Regions from separate parts of the Mus musculus genome. Here region 1 is linked to region 2. A link is a contact called in public Hi-C data. All regions are on one chromosome and are shown on one strand. Each heading gives the region's core, a stretch centred on a gene start, on an enhancer-like site or on the middle of the called end of the contact. The rest is flanking DNA. Distances are from core to core; before and after follow the strand shown. Region 1 has its middle 28 kb from the start of 9630028H03Rik. Region 2 overlaps Plcb1 (phospholipase C, beta 1).

What was found. Hi-C and Micro-C count contacts between places; a contact is called where the count stands out from the background.
Region 1: a contact with region 2 is called in a Hi-C map of the N1E-115 cell line, with 3 times the contacts expected there. The contact joins two enhancer-like sites. A contact is called at or near these places in 2 of 484 Hi-C or Micro-C datasets (the N1E-115 cell line and embryonic stem cells), 2 of 115 datasets of contacts at active chromatin or transcription factors (embryonic stem cells and fibro-adipogenic progenitors) and 1 of 9 other capture datasets (embryonic stem cells).

What each region holds. Positions count from the first base shown.
Region 1 is chr2:135,609,426-135,612,309 of GRCm38.p6, reverse strand. No RefSeq gene overlaps it. Among named protein-coding and RNA genes, the nearest start is that of 9630028H03Rik, 28 kb to the right of the region's middle. Within about 2 kb of position 1,554, at least 1 of the 459 cell types and tissues checked has an H3K27ac peak or open chromatin away from gene starts, as enhancers often do. A contact at or near this core is called in the N1E-115 cell line, where this site is marked.
Region 2 is chr2:135,438,470-135,441,316 of GRCm38.p6, reverse strand. The region is part of intron 31 of Plcb1 (phospholipase C, beta 1); the gene reads right to left. Among named protein-coding and RNA genes, the nearest start is that of Gm31993, 100 kb to the left of the region's middle. Within about 2 kb of position 1,391, at least 73 of the 459 cell types and tissues checked have an H3K27ac peak or open chromatin away from gene starts, as enhancers often do. A contact at or near this core is called in the N1E-115 cell line, where this site is marked.

The DNA.
Region 1 (2,884 bases), core at 305-2,804, 170 kb before region 2:
CTTGCTTGCTAAGAAATCTTTGTCTCCTACTCTATCGCTTCCTTCTCTCTCTCTCTCTCTCTCTCTCTCTCTCTCTCTCTCTCTCTCTCTCTCTCTCTCTCTTCTTTCCATCACAAAACAAGCTTTGGCCAAAAATGAAAAACAAACTTTTAGCACTGATAAAAATCACGTAAAATCTAATCTCATAAAGAGATAGGAACCTACTACCTTATCTGTGTATAGATAGCCACAGGCCTATGGTTGTCTAGTGAATGTTTGGTAGTTGTACCATTTTTGTATCCACCTTTCTTCTCTGACTGTGAACCCATGGGATAATTCCCGAACACTACAGTCAAGAGCATACTAAATGCTATAGCATCTCTTAAGCAAACAAACTTTGTTAAACCTGCTCGCAAGACAGAATCTTAAAAATTAATGTTTGCATTCAGTGCATTCACTTTTCTAGTCAAGACATTTCACTAGGGGCATGCATGCATTTTGTTTAGAGAAAATGAAAACTTTTAATATAGTACTCAAAGAGTTGATGAAGTGTGGGAAGAAAATCTAATGCCAAAAGAATGTGACCTAAGGCTATTTCCACCTTGAGCAAGTGTGACTTTATCTAAAAAAATATGTAATGAAAGCATGCTATACAGCATCAATTACTACCTCAGGTTAAGTTAGGAATAATTACATAGCACTAGCAGCCTTTTGTTTTGTTTTGTTTTGTTTTGTTTTGTTTTGTTTTGTTTATCAAGCTCACATCTTATCTGTTGACTGCTGTCTCTGCCTCGGCTGTTGTCCAAGCCCATTGGTTCCTTCTTGTACACATGGACTGGCCAGGAATCCCATGGCAATTTGGCTCTGTAGCCTTTGGTTGCAGATACTCAGTATACCCACAGGACTTTCATCACACATTGTTTTCTAAGTAGGGGACTAAAATCATGTTAACGTTTCCACTCTCAGGCTTACTACAAATGCATCTCAGCCCTCCCCTGTTTTAAAAGACAGACCACATTAGAGGACCAACATGTCCAAGGTTTCAGAGTTGAAAATAACAATAGTTTTGAAAACAAATGATCTGACTCTAAAACCATTCTTATCCCCTGGACCTTATTGCATCACATGTTAGTACAACTCAACTCTGTGTTATGAAGGTCTCAGAGGCTGATTTAAAACAAGTAAAGCCAAACACAAAGTCAAGTTCATCCTGCAGTTTGTCCCTTTGTTTGGTGCATATCTCACATGTGGTCTGAGAGTTTGTGGTTTTCATTGATTCAGATTTCCAGTTACTGACCCCCTACTATGATAACCAGTATTCTGATTATCAGAAAATAGCTCTGTATCAAAACAATGTAATCCTAATGTTCGAGAACAACCATCGCTGCTGGCCCTAGGAGTGATATGGTCTCACCTGTGTGGGTCCTTGGAAAGTGGAGAAAGGGATTTCCCTTCCCCCTAGGTTGATGATACTTGCATGGCAGTGGAATGTTTGGGTATATGTAGTGCTCAGTGAAAATGTTCACCCAATGAATTAAATAAATGAAGGGATTGGTAGATGAATGAGTGGAGTATTGTTGAATATTTACTGGTGTTTATGTTTTTTTTCTATTTTTTAAATAAAAAGTTTTAGATGCTAGAAGTGGAAGAGAAAGATGAAAACATGGCCATCTATAAGCTCACTGAGGATAACTGAAACAATCGCAACATTCAGACTTACACAATTAGACAGGGCCTGGCTACACACCAAGAACTTTTCATCCTCATGCCTGGGTGATAAATTATACCATCATTTTCAGGGACCATTTGCCATAGAAAAGCAAATTAACCCAGTAATTTTTAAATTAGACTTCTGAGGCTTCACAGAGTCGCATAACAGTCTGGTTATAGTTCGGTCCTGAGGCCCTGGCTTCCTGAGTCATCTTAGATTGTACTCCAACTGCTGCTTGATTTGCAAAGAAGTTCTGTGAATTTTGCAGGCTTGAAGCCCCAATTGATGGAAGCTAGGGATAAGAGCAGGGCAGGCTTTAACTAGCTCTTAGTTTCCCCATCACTTTGTGTTCTACATGTCAGTGTTAGGGATCCTCAAACCACACTGGCTCTGAAAATTACATGCATTTTAAGACCTTGGGATGTTGGGGTTTATTGCCTGAGCTACATCCATTTTCACAGAAAAGACAGATGGCAAGTGCTGTCATGATTGAATGTTCTATAGCATTATTTGATGGCTATTTATTGAAAATATAGTGCTTGGATTACCACGAAATAGCTTTAAAATTATCATATGTATTTCAATAGAATGCCTTACGCTGCTTTTATGTGGTTCTCTCTCTCTCTCTCCCTCTCCCTCTCCCTGCCCCCTCTCTCCACAGTACCACTCTGAAGGTCTTGTTGGCATGGAACTCACTATATAGTCCAGACAGCCTCAAACTTACAGAAGCCTCTGCCTTCCCAGTACTGGGATTAAAGGCTTGCACCAACATGCCAGGCTCCTCCTCATATTCTTCACCTATTCAATACATACTTGAGATCCATTATTGATTCTTTCTTTTCTTTATTTAGTTATGTGGCTACTTTCTGCCTTGGTTTCTTCTCCTGTAATGCGAGATGATACTTAGCTCACAGGACTGCACTGAAAGAGAGTTGGGGAGTTTAATTAACTCACATGGAACTCTTGTATATGTCAGTGTTGAGGACTGAGCATAGGGTACTGTACCTGCATGGCAAGTACTCTAGTCTTGAGCGACACTGCCATCTCTCTCAGTTGTGCACTGAAACTCATACCTGATACCTGTTGATGAGCATCCTAGCATCTAGTTATTGAAAAACTGCTAAGGACCATTGAGTCTGCTAAGCCCTAAGCATACAAAGATGAAAAGCATTTTGCCTGCCTGTATGTCTGGGT
Region 2 (2,847 bases), core at 142-2,641:
AGAGAGGAGGAAGGAAGGTCACTCTCAATTCCATTGAGAAGTTGAAGTCAGTCTGAGCTACATGTGGGCAGGAGACTGCCACCAAAACAAAACCAAAGAAGCAGAAAAATAGAACTAGTGAATTTTGAAAAGTCACTAGTCCATGTGGCAGATTCTACACTTGCCAGGAATGTGATGCATTGCATTATTTTGCTGGGACCTTGGACATGGAGGTGGTGGTCGTTTGGGGTAGGGTCTATGGCAGCTAAGTCAACTTGACCTTGGAGACTTCCACCTCCAGCTGGTGTCAAGGGAGAACAAAAAATTAGGATGGAAATGCTGGCCTCTTTTTCTTATTTCTACCTCCTTACCAACAACATTGTTCAAAATACAGTCTCAACCCCATTTCTCTGGTAAGGCATCTTAGAACAGGGGTCGGGGGTGAGTGGGAGAGAACCTGTCAACATCTTAACTCCATTTTGTGATATTTGAGCCACTTCTCCATCCATATGCTCACAAACATTAAAGGGAGATTCCTGTATCAATTCTCCATTAGGTCACATCCCTTTTCCTTCAGGTGTTTTTCGCTACCTCCAACAAACTCTAAATGCACTGAGCACACATCATTTCAAATTTTCCCTATCCCTGTTATGTTATTTAAACTTTTCCTACATATCAATTAGTTGGAAATAATAAGTCTTTAGGCTATCCATTAATTGCTGCGCTGTAGACATGATCTGTATTTAAAATTATGCGAGGAAAATTAAGGTGAAGCACGAAGGAGGCTTGTCTAATGGAGAAGGCTTCCTAGCCCTTCAGAGCAGCAAAATGGGAGATACTGGGGCTGAGGTGGGGCTCCCCTCCTGGTTTCCTCTCATCTACTAGTGTGAGATCTGAAAACAGCCTGCCCCAGCTGTAGGCTCCTCTTCTTGCCTTTCAGTTTTTCATTTTGAATACTTACTGTATTTGGTCATGCTGCAGCAGAAGAAAATGATTGTCTGCCAAAGGCTCTTTTCTAGTGGAAATTTATTATAAATAGTTTAAAGGCAACGAGGCTTCATCATGAATTTCCCTCTTCTCCTCCCTCTCCCAAACACAACACATTTCTGGTCTGGAATCTTTCTGTAATCTTGGTTAAGTCTTGGGGAGGCTGGAAGGGGCTGAGCCATGGTAGAGCAGGGAGAGAAAAGAGATGTTACCAAGAGCCACCTCACCCACCAGTACTTTTATTTCAGTAAATGCTGCAGCTTTACTGGAAGATTCCTCGAGGGGAAAAAGTCAGGGAGCCCCTGCAGCTGGCACAGGGCCACTGGAGCTGTGACCATTTTATAAGAGTCTTTGCCTTTCTAATCACCAAGACTCCTGCTGTGCTGAGAAAAGTCCCACCCACTAGATCTATCTGATCTGGTCCCGCACCAGTGAGTGCCAGTGAGGATTGCAGAATGAGGATTAGAAAACCTGGGAAGTGAAAGGGAGAATGGGAAGAGTGTTTGGAAGAGGACCTTTTCCACAACTCACCCTGTCCTGGAAAGTTCAAGTTCAAACGTGTTGATTTTGCATTTGCATGCTCATCCGTTCGTTCGTTCTTGTTTTCTTTTTCTCTCAGGCTTCTTGTTTTGGCCTCCCCATGATTAATCATTTTGACTGTGGATCCTGAAAAGCCTGGCATAGTGGAGTCATTTTTGCCCTCTAGTGGGGAAATAATGTATTGAACTATTTCTCATGCTTTGTACTCCTGGCCAATACATGTTTAGATTCAGTCAGAGAAACAGGCTTTATCTTTCCTCTTCCCTACACTGTTTTTGAAAATCCTTAATAGGCATATGTTTTCATAGTTTCTCAAGTTGGAGTTGCTCTTTGGGTCCTTCCTATCCCGTCTTATTGGAAACGAGGTCTCACTATGTTGGCCAGGCTGATCTTAAACTCTGGATTTGAGAGATCTTTCCTGGTTCAGCATCTCTAGCCTTAGAGTCCTGAGCTACTTCCTGGGGGAGATGTTATCAAGTGTCTACTCACCTCACACAGGACATTGACACACTAGAGGAATGATTCTACCAAAGTCCTGCTTGGTGAGCCAATGAGTTCATGGAGGTTACTCTTTAGGACTGTGCGCAAAGGCCTTTTTTTTTTTTTTTTTTTTTTTTTTTTTTTTTTTTTTACAAGAATGTGCACAGCTCACCTGCTGCACATCACTGAAAACCCCGCACCAGCACGGGTGTCAAGGAAGTGCACTATGGACTAGTCCTTTCAAAACAGTTCATCTACTGTGTACTTTAGCTCTCACCTAAGACCACACAGCTGGTGACAGCAGGAGTTAACAGGTAGAGTTGCAGGCAAGGGTCTTATGGGAGACCTCTACAGCTTTCTCTGCTAGAGAGTATCAACAACTCCACTACCATTACTACAGACATAGCCACCCTGCATTGTTTGGCTTACTTTGTTGCCCTGGCGAGGCTGTACATTCTATACTTCTACTCAATTATGGCTCTTGGTCATATCGGGCAGGGGGAAACCACTCACTAAATAGTGTTTAACCCAGGTTATGACATGTAGACCCACTTATTCTAACTGTAACAAATTAGTGTTGAATGGACTGTTGGATCCCCATCATTGCCTGAATGAAATGTGTGTGTGTGTGTGTATGTGTGTATGTGTGTGTGTGTGTGTGTGTGTGTGTGTGTGTATGTGGTATGTGTGTTTGTTATGTTTGTTTTGTGTGTGTATATGTGTGGTATGTGTGTTTGGTGTATGTGTTTGGTATATGTGTGGTGTATATGGTGTGGTGTGTGTGTGGTGTGGTATAGTATGAGTTCTTGAGAAGTTTTCAAATACATGTTTTTCCTATTATCCTTAGAGGGACTTATTACT